Regions from separate parts of the Mus musculus genome. Here regions 1, 2 and 4 are each linked to region 3. The links are chromatin contacts, called in public HiCAR-type and HiChIP or PLAC-seq maps. All regions are on one chromosome and are shown on one strand. Each heading gives the region's core, a stretch centred on a gene start, on an enhancer-like site or on the middle of the called end of the contact. The rest is flanking DNA. Distances are from core to core; before and after follow the strand shown.

What was found. HiCAR-type assays count read pairs that join an accessible place to other places. HiChIP or PLAC-seq counts read pairs in DNA pulled down with a chosen protein or histone mark.
Region 1: an H3K27ac HiChIP or PLAC-seq map of extraembryonic endoderm stem cells shows a contact between it and region 3, with 5 times the contacts expected there. The contact joins the promoter of Platr22 here to the promoter of Dennd1b in region 3. A contact is called at or near these places in 1 of 39 promoter capture datasets (pre-B cells) and 1 of 115 datasets of contacts at active chromatin or transcription factors (extraembryonic endoderm stem cells).
Region 2: an H3K27ac HiChIP or PLAC-seq map of embryonic stem cells shows a contact between it and region 3, with 2.6 times the contacts expected there. The contact joins the promoter of Nr5a2 here to the promoter of Dennd1b in region 3. A contact is called at or near these places in 1 of 39 promoter capture datasets (liver) and 2 of 115 datasets of contacts at active chromatin or transcription factors (both in embryonic stem cells).
Region 4: a contact with region 3 is called in a HiCAR-type map of astrocytes, with 3 times the contacts expected there. The contact joins the promoter of Zfp281 here to the promoter of Dennd1b in region 3. A contact is called at or near these places in 1 of 39 promoter capture datasets (liver) and 1 of 115 datasets of contacts at active chromatin or transcription factors (astrocytes).

What each region holds. Positions count from the first base shown.
Region 1 is chr1:136,694,865-136,697,564 of GRCm38.p6, reverse strand. Platr22 (pluripotency associated transcript 22) reads right to left here and starts at 1,354. Exons shown (of 5, transcript NR_037986.1): 1 at 1,174-1,354. It also overlaps the pseudogene Gm24086.
Region 2 is chr1:136,959,198-136,961,897 of GRCm38.p6, reverse strand. It overlaps Nr5a2 (nuclear receptor subfamily 5, group A, member 2), which reads left to right and starts at 1,450. Exons shown (of 9, transcript NM_030676.3): 1 at 1,450-1,671. The coding sequence starts at 1,608.
Region 3 is chr1:138,962,423-138,965,122 of GRCm38.p6, reverse strand. Dennd1b (DENN/MADD domain containing 1B) reads right to left here and starts at 1,414. Exons shown (of 22, transcript NM_001166501.1): 1 at 1,238-1,414. The coding sequence starts at 1,254.
Region 4 is chr1:136,623,497-136,626,196 of GRCm38.p6, reverse strand. Zfp281 (zinc finger protein 281) reads right to left here and starts at 1,296. Exons shown (of 2, transcript NM_177643.4): 1 at 1,146-1,296; 2 at 1-925. The coding sequence starts at 911.

The DNA of each region.
Region 1 (2,700 bases), core at 105-2,604, 2.3 Mb after region 3:
CAAGCCCCCCACCCCACCCCCCACCCCCCCGCCGGCACACCCCAAGCAGGCTTACCACCCTCCACCTTGCTTTTCTTTTCTTTTCTTTTTTTTTAATTTATGAAACGCTTCACAAATTTACATGCCATCCTTGCAGCAGGGGCCAGGATGTATCATTCCAATTTTAGTATATGTGCTGCCGAAGTGAGCACTCTTTTCTTTTTTTTAATTAAAATTTTCTTTTTGAGAATGTCATACATAAATAGTTTCCTCCCTAATTGGGAGTCCCAGTGCTATTATTAGTTTTGGGTTGGTTTTTTGTTTGTTTGTTTGTTTGTTTAGTTTTTCGAGACAGGGTTTCTCTGTATAGCCCTGGCTGACCTGGAACTCACTTTGTAGACCAGGCTGGCCTCGAACTCAGAAATCCGCCTGCCTCTGCCTCCCGAGTGCTGGGATTAAAGGTGTGCGCCAGGTTGTTTTATTTTTTTAAGTTTTTTGCTCTTTTTGTACTGGGACACAGAGCTACACATCAGCCTCAAAAGGCTAGTTTTTCATATCTAATGCATCACAGAACTCTCTAGAATCTCCCTATTTATACTGCAGTGTCACCTACACACACACATACAGTGAAGTCATACATCTTTACGTGCACAGCACCAAGAAACTAGAAACATCTAACATCCTATCTGTGAGAAATATGGAGAATTCTTACACCACAAATTCAAAAAAGGCAAAGAAAACACAAAACACATATAATTTGGGGTTTCCCATACGTTCCTGGATCAAAAACAACATCTAAGGTTGCTATTTTAAAGCCAAATTAAAGTGTTGATGTATATGTGTGTGTGTGTGTGTGTGTGTTTATGACAGGAAACGTCCCTAACAATAACACTTTATTTCCTGCAAACTACAAATAAATTCCATGCATTCCCATGCTTACTTTGCTCTGGAGCCCAGGGCCACTGACTCAGAGTCCGAGACCTCCTGTGTCATTGAGAAGAAAGTTTCTGTTAGGGCCCTAAGGTCTTTCTCAATGTTTTGAACCACTTAACAAAGAATTTGACAAACTGAGATACGTGAAACCTTAGTCACCAAGGACGGCTTCTACGACCTCAGTCTACAGGTATTTTTACCGAGCCATCCCTGAGTCACCAGGCTCTGTAAAAAACTCCAGTATGATCTTGTTTCACTAACCTTCACATCTTTTCCTAACGGAGCTTGCCGCCGGTGGTCACGTGGTACTGATCCTCTTCCTTTTCGGGGCGCAAGCAGCAGAGATTCAAGGCAGTCCGGTAGCCCGATCCGCACCCACACAAAAGTGTTTGGTAATCGCTAACTAAACAAAGAGGAAACGGCCAGGCCTGAAGCCACATTCCCAAACTGATTCCTCGGAACATTCCTCCTTAGAGGTGCCTGCTGACCCAGGGCGGTGGCTAACCCCCTGCTGTGCACAGGAATCCACCAGGCCCACATCTTACAAGCCTCTCACTCAGCGGTCCCCAAACTTACTGGACACTCCCTTTTCTCTAGCATCGTCATTAACATTCCACCTGTACCTTAGGCCTTGCCTGTCTGGTCAGTTCTGCTGAATTCACAGCCCCAGGTATTGTGGGTAATTATCCCTTGCTTACTCCAGGAGTAGTCAGAAGTCAGGATGTCCGTTTGTTTTTGATGGAGGGGACTGGGCCTCAGGCATGCCTGGCTTTCCTCTACCACCGAACTTCCTACCTGTTAGAATTTATGTCCTTTGGTGGGAAATGCTCAAATCCAAAATCCATTGGTCTGTCACTACCAGTTTTCCAGGGGAGACAGGGTGAGGTAGCCTCGCTTCCTACTCACCTCTTTCCTGGCATTACAGAATATGCCAATTCCTTGGCCTGGCACTTGACCTACATGACTGAGAGCTTACAAACAGGAGTTGCAGTCTGAATTCAGAGTCCAGTCTCCTCTGTTTAATAGACCTTGGGCAAATTGTTTCACCTCTCTGAGCTTCAAGGTTTCTATCTGTGAAACAGAATAAAAGGTACCTGGCTTTTGAAAGAAAGGTTTTTTTCTAGAGCAGATTAAATTGGCTACGTAGCCGGGCAGTGGTGCCACATGCCTTTAATCCCAGCACTTGGGAGGCAGAGGCAGGCTGATTGCAGAGTTCAAGGCCAGCCTGGTCTACAGAGTTCCAGGACAGCCAGGGCTATACAAACCCTGTCTCAAAAAAAAAAAAAAAAAAAAAAAAAAAAAAAAAAAAAGTGGCTATGTAAAGCCTGAAGTATGCTGGCTCTGGGGCACACGCCCTAAGTGCCAAGAGCTGGTTTTCCGGTGCCCTTGGCCCATCTTTAGTTAATACAGCTTTAACACCTGGGACAGAAGACAGAGGAAATGGAAAGTTGGGCTGGAAGGGGAAGAGGGCGCCTGCGGAAGCATTTTACAATGTGAAGTGAGGTCAGAGGCACAGACACAAAGATCAAAGCCTCGCAAAGTAGGAGGTGGGTGTGTCCCAGTCTGAGGAGCCAGGTCCTACCTCCAAAACCTCCCCGCTGCACTAAGCACCCAAGGATGGGACCTCTTCCCTTTCTCCCCTCACAGTCACCAAAGGCCATCGCAACCAAAGGATGAGAGCTGAGGGCAGGCACCGAATGCACTTCCCTAACCACAGAGACAGAGTTAAACATTGTTTTAAAAGGGGTGTGCTCAGCAAGTATTTGTCGAATAAATAAAAGCTTTGCG
Region 2 (2,700 bases), core at 201-2,700, 2.0 Mb after region 3:
AAACCAGGGCCTCAGCAAGAGCAGCCAGCTCTCAACCACTGTGCCACCTCTCCAGTTCCTCCCTTTGCTTTTGTGGGGGAAATTATTGCTACACAGCCCAGGGTTGCCTTCAGTGCACCATCCTCCTGCCTCAGTCTGTGAGTGTTGAGTTACAAAGTTTGTCACCATACCTAGTTGAGCCTGGGGATTTATGTATGCTAAACTTGTACACTCCATTATTCAACTATACCTGAGTTACTCCATTTTAGCTTCTAGAAGATGTATTATATGAAGAGTGATGCTTCAGAGACCTAAATAATTTTTAAGAAAAAAGCTGTTTTGCAGAGTTCTGTGTCCTTTAGCCTATATATAGGGAGATTTCTGGCATGTCAGACTGTTGTTTGATTGCTCAGAGAAATAACAACAAAGAAATAACTGACAAGAATTGACATCCTATGATCTTTTAAAATCCCTTTAATCTCAGCACTCTGGAGGCAGAGGCAGGGGGATCTTTGAGTTCAAGCCTAGCTCTACAGAGTGAGTTCCAGGATTGCCAGGGCTATATAGAGAAACCCTTGTTTCAAGGAAAACAAACAAACACAAACAAAACCAAAAACAACCAGAAAAAGAAACAACACCCAAGGTTGTATTCTGGACTCCTTATGCATAATCACATAGTGTACAATCTACCCCCCCTACACACAGGTGGGGGCCCCCACAAATACATACACACTTATATATACAGAATCATATATGAAAAATGCATTATACATGTATCATTTTGCTCAAATTTTATCTCAAGGTATTTTACTTTATGGAGGTAAAGAAATGACCGCTTTAGCCCAATGACCAATATACAAGCAAGCTAATGCCTCTTCTAACAAACATACAGGGTTGTTTTTTTTAAGGCAACTGGTCAAATGGTAAGTAAATACCCACGAGCTTGCAAGTGCTCCTGTAGGGTTTCAAAGTGTCAATCATATCTACAGTCATCATTTAAAGAATTAATGTCCGCCAATGTTATCATCTAAAATGTATTTGCAGAGGTCAGAAGAGCAGAGTCTGTCCTTCCCCATGCCAGAAGCAGTGACATCAAAGGGCCATGTCACAAGCTGCAGTTTAGTTAGTGGACTTGAGGTGGTTTGGAGTTTTTATCCACTAAGTATGATCTCCTGACCCCTTGGCTTTACAACTTTCCACACTCTGGGCTGCAGAAGAACCCCTCCTTTTCTGAGTTAATCATTTCTTTGCCATTATCTGCCAAGAGTTCTTATCTCTTTTGCTGTCACTTTATAACAGGGTCCTCTTATCAACCGGCACAGGGTCATGTGACCAGTTGAAGCCTATTGAAAGCTTCCTTTCTTCTGATTAGAAACCATCATGAAACTGGAGACATGGTTTACAGCAGGTCATACATGCTGGAAAAAGTGCAGAGTCCAGGAGAACACGGACTGGAGCCTTTCTGAATTCTGTTTTTTCCCCCTTTTTCTTAACTTTCACTAAGGAAATGAGGGTTACTGTAGTCTGAGGTTTCCTTCCCAAAGTCACAAAATATGACAAGCTGCAATCTTTCTCACATTCAATGATTTCTGCTGTAAGCCAAAGGACTGCCAATAATTTCGCTAAGAATGTCTGCTAGTTTGGATACTGGAGATTTTCAAGAATTTCTTAAGCATGGACTTACAGCTATTGGTAAGTAGGAAGCCACTCTCTTAACATCTGGCTGTTTTGTGCTACTAATGGTGGATTTGTGTTTTAATGTACTACTTTGCCTGCAGTAATTATTAAAAGCATACAATAAGCCCACACATATATCACACATTTATTTTTCTTGAAGTTGAAAGAAGCAAATGAGTAATTCAACACATGAATATCATTTATTGTATCCGGTGTTTGGGGATGCCATTGTATTAGATCCACTTAGCAAAAAGCTTAGGGTTTTGAGACAGGGTTTCTGTGTAGCCCTGGCTGTCCTGGAACTTCACTCTGTAAACCAGGCTAGCCTCAGACTCAGAGATCCACTTGCCCCTGCCCCTGCCCCTGCCCCTGCCCCTGCCCCTGCCCCTGCCCCTGCCCCTGCCCCTGCCCCTGCCCCTGCCCCTGCCTCTGCCTCTGCCTCTGTCTACCATGCTGGGATTAAAGGTGTGTGCTGTTACTGCCCAGCAGAAAGTCCAGTTGTTAATCATCTATTTCAGCCTTAACAATTTTTGATCATTTTGAATCAACCATGCCAAGTAAAGTTTTGAACATTTTGAAACAAGCAAATAAGATTGATCAACCACTGATCAAATAAAACTAACAGGGAACTTACCAGCAATGTGACATCTCAACTGGACCATGAGATGTCTCATTCACCGTGATCCTATAGAGATTTTTGTTTGTTTGCTTGTTTGTTTGTTGGCAAATGAAAGTCATTCAAGAAAAACAAAGTCAGCCTATTATTAAAGGATTCTTGGGGGTGGGGGGACTTACTGTGACTTGCTTTTAAAGACAGAAAGAACCACATACCCTCCCCACAAGTGGAACCTAGAGTTTGGGCACTTTCTAGGCAAGCACTCAATCTCTGGGCTACACACCTGGCCACCGTGTGAAGCATCTTGGGGTTCCTTGTTGTTGTTTGGGGATGAGTGAGGATTGAGTTTGGTTTTGGTTTTCCTGAGAGACAAGGGGTCTCATTATATAACCTAGGCTGGCCAGGAACCTGCTCTGTCGTCTTTCTCC
Region 3 (2,700 bases), core at 165-2,664:
TATTGTAGAGTTTCTTTCCATCAGAAGGTATAAGATTAAGTCTGGGGATGTAGCTCACCAGTGCACAGTATCTGCCCTAGAGTGCTTGAAGCCTTGGGTTTGACCATAATGGGAGGGAGAGGCAGGGGACTGTTAAAGGAAAAGACATCACAATGCACAAAAGTGATGGTGTATATTTCAATTACCCTGTTAAGACTAGTGCCTTTGTACATTGGCTTGTTTAATACATAATTTCTTTAAGATATTAATGCTATCTCTCACTTCTAAACAAACATTGATTTTAAATATATATATATATATATATATATATATATATATATATATATATATATATATATAACATGACATTCTTTAGAACTGGAGGGAAAGACAACCCATACAAATTAATTTATAAATATCCACTTCTCCACTTCCTCATCCCACCCGCTATTAACTTGTTTCATGAGCATAAACCGGGCTCCAGCTATCTTTTTTTTTAATTCCCTCATAGTACAATAAATTGTCCAAAGAGTAAGTTGTGTGTTTTTTTTTAATCACCCTGTCCTCTATGGTGTCAAATATTAAAGGAAATATTCTAAAATGTGTAACATTTCTATCTTCATAAGATATTTAGAATTTGTCTTAGGTAAATAAATCCTGACTCGGTAATACTTCTCTGCAATCTACAGGGCCTTTCACTGTGGCTCTAACACACAGTGAGGTAGAACGGAAGAGGAGGGGGCGGTCAAAGAAGACGAGATTTCTTCCCAAAGTAAAGTTTCCAGAGAAAAAGCTGCAAATACCCATCTCTAAGACACCTCCAAGCAGAGCCGCCACCGTTATTCAAATTGCTTTTTACCTACTCCCTACAAGTAAAATGGCCAATGGTGAAGAGCCACCTTAGTGCATATACCACTCTGCAAGCAGCACACACACTCAGCGGCTGCACAAACAAACACCGCTTTCATTTTAAACGAAGGGAAAGCATCAGAAAGCAACCCTGGCCACCCTGAAAAATCACCCTAAAGGGAACCACGGCGATCCTAACGCCGGGGGAGCGGTTCCCTAACCACCGCTCGCAGAGCCGCCCGCCCGTCCGCCCGCCCGCCCGCCCGCCGCGGCGCACGGCCGACCCGGCCCGGGGAAGACCGGTCGCCGGCCGGGCAGGCTTTGCGGCCTAGCGCCGACCTCCGCGCAGCGGGCCGTACCGGGCAGGCCGCACCCGGGGCCGCGGAGGCCTGGCCCCGCCGCCGCTCACCTGGTCCTGCGGTCCATGGTCACATGTCGCTGCGGGGCTGCCGTCGCCCCGCGCCCGCACGCCCGCACGCCGTCCGGGACGCGCTGCTCCGAGCGGCGGCTGGCCCACGGCGCCCTCCGCGGCCTCGCGGGGACAGCACCGCGGCGACGCCGCCCCCGCCCCTGCCCCTGCCCCCGCCTCTCGGTTCCCGCGACCCGGCCGGCGGCGGCTTCGCCACCTTCCGCGAACCAGGAAGTCGGCGGGAGGGGGAGGGGGCGCACGGGGACGCGCCCGGCGGCTGCACCTGGCCGCGCGGGCTCCGGGCAGGACCTGCCCTCCTGCTGTCCTGGGCACCGGCTCCTGCGATCCCCGGCCTGGGAAAGCACTTCTGCCCCGGGGTTCCCACATCACGACTCCCATTCATTGCAAATTGGGAGCTCGAGTGGATGCTCTGACTTCCGCCTCACTCCTGCCCGTGGCCCCGGTAGTGCTCTCTCGGAAACCCAGAGCCGCCCCCTCCTGATTCAGGAATGTTCAGACTTCATGCACCTGCTAACCAGCTCTGCCAAACTGCTCAAGGACAGGCTCCAGTTGCCGGCACATATGGGAAACACATTCCTGCCGCAGACACCGGACGCACAGCCAGGGACTTAACTTTTGAACACACAGTAGCAGGCCCCCTAGAGTGTCGTTCTAGGGGAGCTGAGAGGGCACCACGAAGGATGGAGGAGGTGGAACCTGATGTGTTTCTGTAAGCAGTGACAAACACTGGCTTGGTGTTTTCAACACCTGAGCTATAGGTAGGTACCTTAATCCAGAGCAAGAGACTGGATCTGAGATAAGGAAGCAGTAGGCAGTGGCAAAGTTGGAATCTAACCAAGCTCAGCTGCTGCTGATTCTTACTGTGGCTTCTTACTGCCTCGTCTGCTGCTGTCTCAGATGCAGGATCTACTAAGAAGACATTTAGAAAGATTTATGGTAGACGTTGAAAACATTGTCCAGGGCTGGAGAGTCACACAGACTCCTTAGGGACTGGAGAAGGCTTTCTCCCAGCTAGCATTCCCCCTTGACAAGGCTAGAGTGACTGTCATGCAGTAAGGGTTACTTCAGACTGTATCCATCCACACAGAAAGTACGAGAATGAGGAAACCAACATGGTATGAATGTGGTATGAGTCACGACACATAAAAGTCAGACACGGAGCCTTGGAAAATAAAGACTAGATTTGATCTTATACTTTCCTGCTAAAAAAAAAAAAAAAAAAAAAAAAAAACGGTGTTGCTCCATCAAGATAGAAAGATATAGTCCACAGCCACAAACCTCTTACTTTAAAAAAAAAAAAAAAAAAATGAGCTCCCAATGTGGTTGAAAAACAAAACAAAATGTCAGAGCATACTGTTTTTGTCACAGCTTGTCTTGGCGTGGGATATTAACTTCAGTTTCTCGCTTCCTACATTTGTAAAATGGGAATTATGATTCGCCTG
Region 4 (2,700 bases), core at 47-2,546, 2.3 Mb after region 3:
TGTCTCTGCAGTAGGTATTTCTGGATGAAACCCATACTACACTGGCTGCACTGGAAAGGCCTTTCGCCCGTGTGGATGAGGACATGTCTCCGCAGGTGGTAGGAGCTCCTGAAAGCAGCACTACAGTGATCACAGATATGAGGTTTCTGACTTGGGGACAGGACGGCACCTTCTCCCTCTCCAACCAAAGGTTTGGAAGATGCACTTGGCTTCCTCTTGGCTTTGATTCCCTGAGATTCTGGCTTTGGCCTCTTTGCCTTTTTGACGTTAGCGTCCTGCTTTGGCTCCTGGTTGCCGTGCTCATCAGTCCTGCTACCGCTGCTCAGTAATACATCGCGGTGGTGCTGGGCCGGTTGCTGCTGGGCATGCTGGTGCAGAAGACTGAGGTCTTGGATGACGCCGTGGCTCCCCCCTTCCCCTCCTCCTAGGCCTGGTGATCGCTCTTCAGCCCCAGCGAACAGCCCCCCATAGTGGTGGTGGTGATGGTGGTGGTGGGACGGCTGCTCCTCGGGATCCGCAGGTTTCTCCTGCTTGATGCTCACCAAGGACTGCAAGAATCCCCAGGAGGTCCTCTGCGAAGGGAAGGCCGCGGCTGACGCCGCCGGCTCCTTCTTGAAAGTCATGTCCGGGGCTGGCGGAGGGGGGGGCTCAGCGGCCGGGGCTGCGGAGGTAGAGGAGGATAACACGCACTGCGGGGGAGGGGCGGCCGTCCCCGCCGGCCGGGTGAAGCTGGTGACCGGGGGAAGCCGGTGGTTGAACATAACCATACTCTGGGGGAAGGTGGGCTCCATCTCTGCTCTCCTGCCGCCGCCGCTGCCGCCGCTGGCGCTGCCGGAGCTGCCGCCGGAGCCGCTACCACCGCTACTGCTGGGACCGCCGCCGCCGCTAAGGAACCCGCTGCCGATTTTCATACCCCGGAGGAGGCCTGGCTGCGGAGAGGAGGGAGAGGAGGGAAGAGGGGGAACGGCGGTAGGGCCGGGCCCCGGGCCGGGACCACCGCAGCGTTTGGGACCCGCCGCGCCGCCGCCCAGCCCGCACCGCGCCCGGCTCCCGTCCGCAGCCCCGCCGCCTCCGGCCCGGCGCGCTCGACCCCGCGGCCTTCTTGGCCGCTCCCGCGCCCGCCCCGGCCCGCCGGCCACACTTACGGGTTCCGCCGCCGCCGCAGCCGCCGTCGCCTCCAGTTAATAAAAATAACGCCGTCCTCTCCACAATGGAATTAAAAGCCTCCCCGCTTCTGCGCAGCCGCGGCGCGGTGTCTGCCGGGAAGTCCTCGACCGGACCAGAGGGGCGCTCGGCGAGCCCCGTGCGCCTGCGCCTCAGTTTCCGCCTGGCTAGCCTGTCAATCAAGCGGGCGGTTGGGCGGAGCTGCTGGGGGCTAGGTGGGAGGGGCGGGGACTTGGAGGCGGACAGCGGAGGGTCTTCCGCAGCGAGGGGACGTGATTGGTGGCCCTGCTGAGGGGCAGACAGTGGCTGAGGGTTTCTAGGGAGAAGGCGCTCCGGAGGTGGAGCCCAAGGGGCGGGAAGTCCGGGGACGCCAGGAGAGCGTGTTGCAGCGTGGCGTGGGAGCTGCAGAGGAAGGGGTTAGGGAAGGTGGAGACACTGAAAACTGAACATTGGCATTTGGTTCACTTTAGTGTTTGCAATCCAAGTATTGAATCAAAATCAAACAGAGAATAGGATTCCTTAAGGTACTTGTGATTCTGCCTGAAAGCTTTAAACTCGTAACGGTATTGATTACAGATAGCTTTTACTCCTTTTCAGAATGGAGACAGCAATAACGCTTGTCTTTGCCTTTATTGAAGGAGCCTTTGAGACTGCCATAGAGGAGGGACCGCTGCAGAAAATTGTCTCAGTGCCAGCCTACCTGAAGGCTACGCAAAGGGAAACCACGTGTAATCCCAGGTGCAGCTGTCCTGTAAAACACGCCCACACACACTTCATCATCAGATGGTATTTAAATGCCACGTACTTTCTCAGTTGTCTGAATTTGCTTATTACGTTGAATACTAACTAGCCTCAAATACTGGCCATCGTTCTTGTTTAAAATCTCTGTTAGGATACATACCCCACTCTCCCAACCCCTCCAGTATAGAATACCTAGAAACTTGAAAAGTTGTTCCTTATTCAGTTGGGGGAAATTAGATAAAATCTTGAAATTAAAAGTTCTATCGACAAAACCAAATAGATATTAATTTAGTGCCTAATAATGTATAAAAGGCATTCACAGCGAGCATGCAAAAATCTAAACCAGCAACTTTCCTAGGTGTATTTATACACCACAGACTTTTTAATAAAAAGACCTGGAGAACAGTTATTTACATAGTGTGTTTTCTTAAAGAAATCACACGTCCATATTCTCATAGTGTTTCTCGAGATGACTTCTTGTAATAACTTCCTTGAGAAATTTTGCAATTAAAGCCATAGCGGTGTATTGTTTACCAACACAGGCCTCTCTGAGCCTGCCCAGAAACCTTAAAACTGTATTTTATGAATAGTTTCATGAGGCATTGTATCTTCCTAGCCCCATGGAACTACAGTTAAATTATTTCCTGAAACTACCAGGTATAGCTAAGCGTTGAACACTGAAAATTCAAAAACTTCAGACAGTAATAAAATATTAGTCAGTGCCAGTGAGAAATGAGGCTGTCCCTGTACTCAGGGTGTCCATGTTTAATGGTAAAGCTGGGCTGCACATAAGCC